Linked DNA regions of Mus musculus: region 1 is linked to region 2. A link is a contact called in public ChIA-PET data. All regions are on one chromosome and are shown on one strand. Each heading gives the region's core, a stretch centred on a gene start, on an enhancer-like site or on the middle of the called end of the contact. The rest is flanking DNA. Distances are from core to core; before and after follow the strand shown.

What was found. ChIA-PET counts read pairs in DNA pulled down with a chosen protein or histone mark.
Region 1: a contact with region 2 is called in an H3K27ac ChIA-PET map of liver, with 5 times the contacts expected there. The contact joins two enhancer-like sites. A contact is called at or near these places in 3 of 39 promoter capture datasets (the 3T3-L1 cell line, embryonic stem cells and hippocampal neurons), 1 of 15 datasets of contacts at CTCF or cohesin (embryonic stem cells), 15 of 484 Hi-C or Micro-C datasets (B cells, CD8 T cells, the G1E-ER4 cell line and 11 more) and 8 of 115 datasets of contacts at active chromatin or transcription factors (embryonic stem cells, epiblast stem cells, liver and 1 more).

What each region holds. Positions count from the first base shown.
Region 1 is chr11:22,615,952-22,621,900 of GRCm38.p6, forward strand. It overlaps Gm12052 (predicted gene 12052), which reads left to right. Exons shown (of 5, transcript NR_166746.1): 3 at 450-538; 4 at 1,406-1,879; 5 at 2,370-2,541. Among named protein-coding and RNA genes, the nearest start is that of Gm12052, 7.2 kb to the left of the region's middle. Within about 2 kb of position 1,725, at least 136 of the 459 cell types and tissues checked have an H3K27ac peak or open chromatin away from gene starts, as enhancers often do. A contact at or near this core is called in liver and trophoblast stem cells, where this site is marked.
Region 2 is chr11:22,493,028-22,498,872 of GRCm38.p6, forward strand. Gm46274 (a long non-coding RNA gene) reads right to left here. Exons shown (of 2, transcript XR_001780167.2): 2 at 5,707-5,845. Among named protein-coding and RNA genes, the nearest start is that of Gm46274, 14 kb to the right of the region's middle. Within about 2 kb of position 2,049, at least 6 of the 459 cell types and tissues checked have an H3K27ac peak or open chromatin away from gene starts, as enhancers often do. A contact at or near this core is called in liver and trophoblast stem cells, where this site is marked.

The sequences.
Region 1 (5,949 bases), core at 475-2,974, 120 kb after region 2:
AGTTCGAGGCCAGCCTGGTCTACAAAGTGAGTTCCAGGACAGCTAGGGCTACACAGAGAAACCCTGTCTCGGGGGGGGGGGGGGGGGGGGGAAGAAGCTCATCTGCTCATCACGTATAATATGTATACACCAATCATTTCTACACGCGTGTGTCATGAGAATTGAATGAGAACATTCCAGGGCAGTAAATGCTATTCCTAGCCTGGTGCACATAAATAAATAAACAAATAAACAAACAAATAAATAAATAAATAAAGTCTTTCCTGAGGCGAAAGTAAACAGGTTTTTTTTTTTTTTTTTTTTTTTTGACCTGGTTAATTACAGATACTTGTCTATGTTCTGTTGTGAATGTCAGCATTCAGTAACTTACCTTAACAATATCGAGCCTGTTGTTGCTGATTGTTAGTATTTTGGCTCTATGAGTTGTTTTGTTGCTTTGTTTGTCTTAGAGAGCTATTTCATCAGGACCTGAGAAAGCTTAGCCCTCAGAAGTGCTTATAGTGAGACCACACAATGACATGCAACATCACTCAGACTCGTGAGTATTCTCCATCCCCCTTTGGTTAGGAGCTTCCACGGATGACATAAAAAGGAAATTTAGCATTGCAGATGATCCTGTGAAACAAGTATATCTGGCAGTGTGGCAATTGTTTGAGGTACTAGAAAGTGTTAGTTAGCCCCGCTTTACTCTGTTACAAACATCTCTTGTAAAGGTGAAGAAAATGAGCTGAAGAACAAAGTCAACATTCCATAGACTGAGGTAGTCAGGAAACATGGTCAGGGAAATGGGGGACTCAGTTAGATGCAACCCAGGACAGCTAAGACGGGGCCTGGCTCTGCATGTCTTTGATTTGACCATGTCACCACAAAGAAATTCCAAAGAGACAAGCCTCCTAGACCAAGCTGATGCAGATTTCAGGCATACAGTAAAGGGCCATCCACCAAGGGTCTCTCTCAGGGCTGTCTTTGCTGCAGCACCGAATGCCCTACAGAGCTAGTATGCTGCAGCTTCCCAAAGTCAGGGTGGACCGGAAGACCCTCCCGCCCCTTTCAGACACATATTCTGCCTGATACAAAACAACCACTCAGTCCACGATACCTGTGTTGTTTTCCAACTATCTTAAAGATTTTCAATCAGAAATTCTACAAGCAAGAAAAACACATGACATTCCCAACTACGGAAATGTATATCCATACCACCATACACAAGTGTTTATAGCTACTTTTTATTCATCGTGAATAATGAATCTGCTTTAAAGACAGGCTGTTGAGTTCGAGACCAGAATTTAGTTTCTCCTTGTCTGCAGCATTCCATGCTGGCATCAAGAGGGCCTCCTTTAATTAGGAAGGACACAAGTGGAAAAGAACGTAATTGGGCTGAGGTTTTAATGCCTGGCTTTGCCAGGCTCTCTTACTGCAGACCCGAGGCACTGGCCCAAGCATTCCACCAGGCTCCACCCAAACCCACCAGCTGGACGAGGAACCACGGGACGTTAGAATCAGAGTAACTTTGGCCAACAATCTGAGACACTTGGGAGAAAATTCATTCTAAATCTAACAGCTTCCTGCTCTCAGGAAGGCCTCTGGGCTTCCGGTGCCTCTGGTCCTCCTTCCCGGCTCTTCTGTGGAGGCTAGCTTCCTCCAAGCTGACCCCGAGGGAGCCGCCTTCTCGTAGGTGGAAAGCGAAGAGAAGAGAGCGGGTAAGCAGTGGAGACACATTGGCTGTACTCAGGACCTGTACCAGAGGTGGCAGGAGGACACCACCGAGCCCTGCTCCACCCATCGCAGCCTCGAGACCCTCTGCGCGGGGATGCTGACCCCTGCTGGCCACCTGAGAGATTGCAGCGTGGCCGACTCCCAAGGGGCGGCAAGTGTAAGGGTAAGGGTAAGGAGATGGGGATGGGAAAGGGGTTGCTGTGTAGTAAGCGTGGGTGGTAGAAGACTAGGGCCAGGATGTTGGGCACCATCAGAGGCCCCTCCACCACCCGGTGGCTGCCCAAGTGCTGTCCGCTCCTCTTGTTTCTAGGAAAAAGAGTGAGAGGAGCCGTAAGGGCTATGGAGCCCAAATCAGCATGCCTCTAGGACCTACCTGAGCCTCCAGAAGACCCCTCAACAGGAACCGTTGTCCGAACCAACCAACTCCAAACCTAAACCTCAGAGGCCTCCTCATGCAGACAGATTGCTGACCTATCTCTGGGGTAGTCAGCTGAAATACCCCAGAGATATTCACGGCCTAATCCCAGGAAGTTTCTTTAAATGGCAAAAGAAACCTAGAGTGTGTTACCCTCGATTATTTAGGTAGATTCTACATGTAATCAGGTATATCACCAAAGGGGAAGTGAGGTAAAGGAATATTTATTTCACTACAGAACAGAAGGCAAGCCATCTTGCAGGAGGACCTGAGGAGAGAAGGAGAGAGTCAGGAGAGAACAGATTCCCTCTACAGTGCCCAGAGTCTCCCCTGACTGATTTGGACCCAATGAAATTCCAAACTCTGGTGTCAAGAACTTTAAAAGAATAAATGTGTGCTGTTTTGAGGTATTGAGTTTGTAGCTTTTTTAAAAAAGCAGCAGCACTGAGGTAATGTGTTGCTTCCCACTCAGTAGTGAGTTCTTAGAATTAAGTGGCTAATGAACAAGACAAACCCCATTTCCATCCCCAGGGAGTTTTATCTGCCATCTCCTGAGCTTTAAAATATTGCTGGCAAATTCTTAGATAGGGTAGCAGAGAAGACAAGGAACACATCAAAAAGACTAGCCCGTAGACATGCAACAAACAAACAAACAACAGCAACGAAGAACAGATTTCACACCTGCTGGGCAGCTACAGTCAAAGTGACAGGGGCAAGCAGTTTCTTGTTTGTTTGTTGTTGTTTGTTTATTTTGCTTTTTTGATGACTTGGAGAAGCCCAGTCCGCACACACTGTTGGAGGGACTCTATGGCATACCCAACCTGGAAAGTAGCTTGGCAATTTCTTTTAAAACTGAGCATACATAACCGGATCACTCGGCACTGTGTTCCCAGGAGTAGCTGCCAGGGATTGAAGCCATTAGAAGGTTCATTCGATCTAAACTCCACTGCGGGTGCTCGCACAGCGCACTCCTCGATACCTGCCTGTACTGGCTAGTTTTGTGTCAACTTGACACACCTGGAGTTATCACCGAGAAAGGAGCTTCAGTTGAGGAAATGCCTCCATGAGATCCAACTGTAAGGCATTTTCTCAATTAGTGATCAAGGGGGAAAGGCCCCTTGTGGGTGGGACCATCTCTGGGCTGGTAGTCTTGGTTCTATAAGAGAGCAGGCTGAGCAAGCCAGGGGAAGCAAGCCAGTAAGTAACATCCCTCCATGGCCTCTGCATCATCTCCTGCTTTCTGACCTGCTTGAGTTCCAGTCCTGACTTCCTTGGTGATGAACAGCAGTATGGAAGTGTAAGCTGAATAAACCCTTTCCTCCCCAATTTGCTTCTTGGTCATGATGTTTGTGCAGGAATAGAAACCCTGACTAAGACACTGCCCAAATGTTTTAGATTCACGAATGAAAGACACACACACACACACACACACACAGCCTCATTTTTAATATGCCCTAAGCAGCCAGGAGCTGGGTCACTACCCAGATGCTTACATGGCTGTACACTTCGTCTCCTGCAGCTCTTAGGCATGACTTTCCTGCTTCCCCATGGTTCCCTTGCCGGGAAAATCTAAGGTTCCCCCCTCTGTCTCCCTGTCCAGCCACTGGCCACTGGCAACTTTATTTACCAATTACAGCCAACTGTGGGCAAGGACCCTCAGAGTCTTACAGACAGACGTACAGGTTCCCATGTGATTTGGGAAACTGAATTAACACAAATAGCATTAGATCCAGTCCACAACAAGGATTCAACTGAGATAACTAAATACATGTATGTAAAACCACCTACACGAATATACATGCTTTGTACATAATAGCTACAGCCCAGAACCCATGGTCAACAGTGCATGGAAATGCAATGTATGTGAGTAGATTATTATCCACAAACCAAAAGGAACAGATCTCATACAGAATGCATAGACCACACTGGCTGAAAGACGCTGTACACAGAGGACTGAGTGTCACTTGATTCCACTTATCATAACCTGTTAAGATGCAAACCTAGCCAGGCTTGGTGGCACACACCCGGTATCAGGAAGCAGAGGCAGGGGCATTGTGATTTCAAGGCCAGCCAGCTCTGTATGAAAATGGTGTTACAGAATAGGCAAATCCACAGAGACAGAAAGATGGCCCATTGCCTGAGACCAGAGATGAGCCTAGGATTGGGGACCAGCCACAAGGGACAGAGGGTCAGTCTGAGGTGATGACTTTTAAAACCAGATTGTGTGGTGATTACACAGGACACTTAGAGCAAATACATCTTACTGTCCAAAAATTATACTTCAATTTTAAAAAGTCAACTCATCCCGTGGTAAGCCTTAAATCATACTTTAAGAGAGGCTCTTCAAAAAAAATATTCCAAAGCATTAAGTAGGACAGGAAGCCAAACAAGATGGGTTTCAGGGCAATAGCCCAACTCTTTTTTAGATCAATGTAGCAGTGATTTCCCCCACCAGCAACCCACTGGTGTAATGCTATCTTCACTTTGTTATTTCATTCATTCATTCTGTTTTATCTTTTCTTTTTTTCGTTTGTTTGTTTGTTTGTTTGTTTGTTTCTCGAGACAGGGTTTCTCTGTATAGCCCTGGCTGTCCTGCAACTCACTTTGTAGACCAGGCTGTCCTTGAACTCAGAAATCCACCTGCCTCTGCCTCTATTTTATCTTTTTGTGATACTGGGAATCAGACCAGACCCTCCCACATTTCTTACTTTTTGTTTTGAGGCTCAGGCTGTGCTTGAGTTGACCATCTTCCTGTGTCAGGGATCACAGGCCTGGGCCACCAGACTTGGCTCTATGCTGTCCTTTATGATCCAGAGAGACAAAGGAACAGAACTGTACATTGTTCACGTCCTACCTTGGCAAGAGCCCCAGCTGGAAGCCAGTACATGCCTCTTAATGCTGTAGTTCGTGCAATACTATATCTAGCCTGGTTCTTGAGCCTTCTTCAAGGCAGGCCTGGGACCTCACCCCAATCTAAAATACCTGGGTGTATCCAACTGGAGCAGTTGAGACACCACCCTGCATTCTTCTGTCTCTAGCCTACCCAGCCTGAAGTTGCTTGTATTGTAATGTTAAGTGCAGACCACCACCACCCCCACCACCCCCACCTAGAATCTACATATAGCCCTAATGACCCCAAGTTAATTCTGATTGGTGAATAAAGATGCCAACAGCCAATAGCTTGACAGTAGAGAAGTAGGTGGGGTTTAGGTTTCACAGGCTTGGCAGTAAAGGACTATGAAGAATTTAGAGCTTATTGTAAATATAAAGGCTGAGAGTGCGACTTTTACTGGGGAACTAGTTGGTTTAAGGTGGGGTTGAAACCATGGGCTTAGATTTTAAATGATTTTCTACAACAACCCAGCTCTTGCCTAGCTGCAGTTGGCCTTCTAAGCTGCTCCCTGGAGTGTCTGGATGCTGCGCAGGAAGCTGCTGGCACAAGGTCAGAGCTTATGTCGCCCGCCTTGTGTCTCCAAAGCCCTTAAAGCCAGCTCAGTTGCAGTTCCTAGGGAAAATGTCCCCTCTACCCCTCTAAAATCAAAATGAGGGTTTGATACACTGGAACAGATGACCAAATACGCAGCACAGAGATACACGCTGTGCACAGGGGCAGCTCAAGAAGGGGATCACTCACGAACGCTTCCTCAGTGGCATGGGAAATCGGGGAATCTAGCCATCCTGAGAGGTAGTGAATAATTTTCAAGGTAACTGAAGGTCCCAAAGACAAACAATAGAGGTAAATTAATCTCTCTGGTGTGGGCCAAAGCTGCAGGCAATAAATAGCCTGTGACAAAGTCTGAGTGTGATGACGTCCCTGG
Region 2 (5,845 bases), core at 799-3,298:
GTTTGAAAATAGTTATAGGAAACATTCTTTTGATTCCCATTGGTGATTCTTTCATAGTCATCAGTAGCTACCCTCGAGAGACTGGTTTTAGGGCAGTACTTCACGATGTGCACTGAAATCCAAGAATGCTCACGCACCTTCTTTGAAGTCCCAGAAGCTGCACATGACCTCTGCACATCATCCTGCACATGTTTGCCCACCTCTGACTGATGACACCATGGAACCTGTGGGCTTGAAGGCTGACTGTACTTAAGGATGGTTTACAGATCTTTTTATGTTTCATCAAACATCAGGCTAGAAGAACGAGATCTTTGGATCTGACTTTGGTGTGACAAGCCATGATGATATAGCATCTTTGCATTCATGATTTCATCCTATTTGTATAGTAGCAACCATGTTCATAGTCTCAGCCAAACAAAATAGGAGATAAGGATGATTAAAACAAACTCAAATTCCTTTTGGCATATGTTTACTGAGGTTGATGAATGCAAAGACAATAGAATATAAATGATCTGATATGTGTTCAGATGTGAAAAACATAGAAACATTTAAAAGATCATAAAGTTCATATTTTCTAATATGCACACAAACACATTCTGGTCTTTGTATATGATACTGTCTTAGTCAGGGGTTCTATTTCTGCACAAACATCATGACTAAGAAGCAAGTTGGGGAGGAAATGTTTTTTTATACCAGCCAGTATAGATACTATGATTTTAAGTTATAACATATAGGGGTTTTCTTCATTTTTCTTCCAATGAGTTAGCAGTGTTCATGGATTGTGTAGTGTTAACACAGGCCCTGCTTGCATGCTAGCTTCTCACATATGGTAATTAGTATTTACTGATGGCGATGCTCAGCAGATGTGACCTGAGTGTCAGTGACATCAAGAAAAGCTTGTTTAAATGATCTGAAATAGGGCCACAGCTGTAACTTCCTCCTGGCACAGCTTGTCAAGTAAATAGCATGGTCTTTTCAAACACAGACACATTACTTTCTTCCATGGCATTTGTAATTTGTTAAACTCTCAGTCTGTGAGTTCCTTTCTCATAACAAAGGCAAATGTCCAATCTCTGTATTTATCTCTTGCATACACATGACTTCTATATAATATTTTATCTAGTTTTTATGTTTAAAGGAAATACATGTACAATATACATATGTACACAGCTACAGATTTTAGGCGTACCCTGTGAAATAATTTGTCACTCAGTGGTATAAATGCAAACTGCTAAATCTAATGCTTTCCTACAATATAATAAGAAAATAGCCCAAGATCAACTGCTTTTCTGTTTAGAAGGAAAAACAAAACAAGAACAACATCAATACCATGATACTTCAGAAGTGTTGCTATTTGCCCTTTAAAACATCATATATCTGATATTTATAGGCTTCACCTTATCGTCAATGCCCCAGAACTGTCTGACTGGGATTTCTGCCATTGTCTACCATCTTGTTTATACCTTATTAAATGTGTGAACATCCAGTACGTCTCTGTTTTGAAATAATAGATAGCTTTTCAGTAACTTTTGTTAGTAACTTAACCATTAGATGTTGAAAAAAAAGCCACCAAACCACAACAGAATGTCTAATAGTATAAACCCCTTTTGTCCTAACTTCTACCAGAGTCAGAGGATATTCTAAGGGTTATACAAACTAAGAGTCAGCTTTCTAGAAACAGACTGCTTGGGCCTGAACTTGGGTTTTCCTACATCTTACCTGTGTGATAACAGGCAATTCTCTGTTTCTCTAACCTTCCCTGTGACTTGCTAAACGAAAATGAAACAGAATGTTTCTCCTTGTATTTCTGTGACTCAGTGGTTGGTAGATGCACAGATCAAATACTCAAGACATGAGCTGTTCATTCTTCTAGCCTTGGGGAACCCTGCAGAACAGCTAGCAGCTGTTCAGCCTCTGTTTGAAAACCTCCAATAACAATAAACTTTGCACCTCTTTATTGCAATTGCACTCACTCTTACCAGTCCTGCCAAGTTCATATCTGTCTTTTGCCTCCTCTGTTGACCCTGTTTGTATTCCAGCCCATGAGGATGATGAGGTTGTAAATAAGCCTTGGTACACAGTTCCAAACCAGACCAAATGGGCCAACTTCATTCTCCCCAACTCAATTTTGTTTCCCCAAGGTCAACTATTTCCAAATCCTTTCCTGAGATAGCATGTTTGCAAAATACCCTCATCACTTTTGTTGCAGTGGACCCTGCCAGGAAACTTGGTAAGGTTGAGTGGGTTGGAAGAGCCAGAACCTCTGAGAAGGCAGTAGGAGTTTCAGCTGCTTCAGACCAGGCCCCTATCACATGCCCACACTCCCTACATAAGATTGTGACCTATGGTCATGTAGAACAGAGTTCTCTATACTAAGGAGGTATCTAGAAGCCCTGAGGGTTTAGTCAATGAGCTTCCTTTCCCAGACATTCTTTCCCATAAGAGGTATTTAATCTCTAGTCCACCTTCAGGTAGTATGCACCTATTTTTCACGATGAACAGTCAATAAATGATATAGATAAGCTTGGACTGCCCTTTTCATCAAGAACCACTGTGGGGGGTGTGGAGAAAGCCTTTGTCTACAGAGCTGTGCTGTCCCTCCATGGTCCCAGACAATTGTCCATGACCTAAGCCAGAGTTTCCCATGCCTCCCAGCCAGGGCTCATCCTCAGCCCATGAGCTCCCTTTGTTCCTGACTCCATGTAGTTTCCAGCAGTGACTGGATCCTCAGGAGCTTGGAAACCCCACCTTCAGCCTCAGCCTGTGTTTCTCACTCAGGCTGAGACCCCAGCCCTGACTGCATTCTCCCACACCCTGAGTGGTACATCAGAGCTTCCTGCAAGCCCATCACTGGACAGGGCCTCATGTTTTATCTGCCCAGTGAAGTTCCTGCACCCCAGCAGTGAGGTGGAACATGGCTCAACAGTCAACAGACACCTATTTCTTCACACATCTCTATCAGTTTGTTTACACAATATTTATAAAAAGTGGTGCCCATGACCATTAGAATCCCTCAAAGCTTAGCAGAAATTCAGCGCCAGTGAAGTCCCAATTCTTAGTAATAACGCTTCTGAGCTCCATTTCCTAGCTTTATGCCTTTTAATTCTTTTTCTCTTTTCTTGCTTGTTTCAGAGCTAAATCAAAGAAAGGCCCCAGTGGTCTATTGAAAATAGATATGTGACTTAGAGGTGTGTGTGTGTGTGTGTGTGTGTGTGTGTGTGTGTGTGTGTGTGTGTATGTGTTAGAGGGTTGGACAAGTGTTTGACTGTAATGCCTGTGGTGTTCAGAGCAGACAGCCTTAAGCTGCCTTAGCTGCAGGAACAAACTGCTGACAGTGTGGTCCTTACATACCAGGTTTCATAATGAAAACTTTATCTTGAGGTTAAAGAGGTATTTTCTTTTTTTCTTTTTTTCCATTTATTTCTTTTTTTTCCTCCAATTTTTATTAGGTATTTACTTCATTTACATTTCAAATGCTATTCTGAAAGTCCCCTATACCCTCCCCACCGCCCGCTCCCCTACCCACCCACTCCCACTTCTTGGCCCTGGTGTTTCCCCTGTACGGGGGCATATAAAGTTTGCAAGAACAAGGGGCCTCTCTTTCCAGTGATGGCTGACTAGGCCATCTTCTGATGCATATGCAGCTAGAGACACGAGTTCTGGGGGGTACTGGTTAGTTCATATAGTTGTTCCACCTATAGGGTTGCAGACCCCTTCAGCTCCTTGGGTACTTTCTCTAGCTCCTCCATTGGGGACCCTGTGTTCCATCCAATAGCTGACTGTGAGCATCTACTTCTGTGTTTGCCAGGCACTGGCTTAGCCTCACAAGAAACAGCCATATCAAGGTCCCTTCAGCAAAATCTTGCTGGAGTATGTAATAGTGTCTGCATTTGGTGGCTGATTATAGGATGGACCCCCGGGTGGGGCAGTGTCTGGATGATCCATCCTTTCGTCTCAGCTCCAAACTTTGTCTCTGTAACTCCTTCCATGGGTGTTTTTGCTTAATCATCAGGGAAATGCAAATCAAAACAACCCTGAGATTCTACCTCACACCAGTCAGAATGGCTAAGATCAAAAGTTCATGTGACAGCAGATGCTGGTGAGGATATGTAGAAAGAGGAACACTCCTCCATTGCTGGTGGGATTGCAAGCTGGTACAACCACTCTAGAAATCAGTCTGGCGGTTCCTCAGAAAATTGGACATAGTACTACCAGAGGATCCAGCAATAACTCTCCTGGGTATATATCTAGAAGATGTTCCAACTGGTAATAAGAACACATGCTCCACTATGTTCATAGCAGCCTTATTTATAATAGCCAGAAGCTGGAAAGAACCCAGATGCCCCTCAACAGAGGAATGGATACACAAAATACGGTACATTTACACAATGGAGTACTACTCAGCTATTAAAAACAATGAATTTATGAAATTACTAGGCAAATGGATGGATCTGGAGGGCATCATCCTGAGTGAGGTAACCCAATCACAAAAGAACTCAGATGAAATGTACTCACTGATAAGTGGATATTAGCCCAGAAACTTAGAATACCCAAGATACAACTTGCAAAACACATGAAAGTCAAGAAGAAGGAAGAGCAAAGTGTGGACAATTCTCCCCTTCTTAGAATTGGGAACGAAACACCCATGGAGGTATTTTCATTAAGCAAACTTGTCTTAGAATTGACATTGTTCAACAATGACTAGCTGATAAAATAAACAGTAACACACATATGTCACACTGTGGAGCTTATATTTATGTCAGGAGTATGGAATTCACTCCCTGTTTCTGGACCCTTCCCTCTATTATTGAGCTAGTCATTGTTTAACCACAGTATGCTGATGTTGGAAACAGCAAACTCCCCTGTGCAAAGGCTAGCTAATAGCTATTCTGAACCCGTGACATGGTCTTTAGTCTATTTATATTAAGTGTTAATTCTCTCTGATACAAGACATAAGTAAATAGTTATATAATTGGAGGTGATCATCAAAGACAAAATAATTGAAATATTCAATCCTTAAAAATGAATAGAGACATATATCAAAACCATAAATTCTGTAATCAAAAAACAAATTTCAAACATGAAAGAAATATCTGCAACATGCATTTCAGAAAATTGCTGCGGTGTTTGATAGATGAAATTTCTTTAATTTTGACTTTTTCTATAGGATATTTTATTTATTTACATTTCAAATGCTATCCTCTTTCCTGCCCCCCCTCCCAAAACTCTCTATCCCATCCCCATCCCCCTGCTTCTATGAGGGTGCTCCCCCACCCGCCCATCCACTCCCACCTCTTAAACTTAGCATTTCCCTACACTGGGGCATCAAGCCTTCACAGGACCAAGGGCCTCCCCTCCCATTAATGCCAGGTAAGGCCCCTTCAACTCCTTCAGTCCTTCCCCTAACTCCTCCATTGGGGTCCCTGTGCTCAGTCCAATGGTTGTTTGGCTGTGAGCATCCCCATCTGTATTGGTCAGGATATGAAAGTTCATAAGCAACATTAAGATTCACACCCTACCTAGAAAAATAAAAGACATACATATAAATTTTTTCCAAAGCAAAAAAACCAAATTCAATATAATGTTTATACTATCCAGAAAACATGTTTAGATTCACCAGCATTTACAGTAAATTATAATAAAGCAAGATTCTAATTTATGCTTACAAAATTTGCCAGAAAAATTAAAAATCAAAATATCCACTAATAATTGAGAAATAACGTTTAATTTGGAAAAATATTTATTATTTCAAAGCAAAAAGAAATAGAAAACAATACTGTAGTATGATCTTGATAGAGTACCCAAATAAATTATGTCAATTAAAATAAATCTGTAAAATAAGATT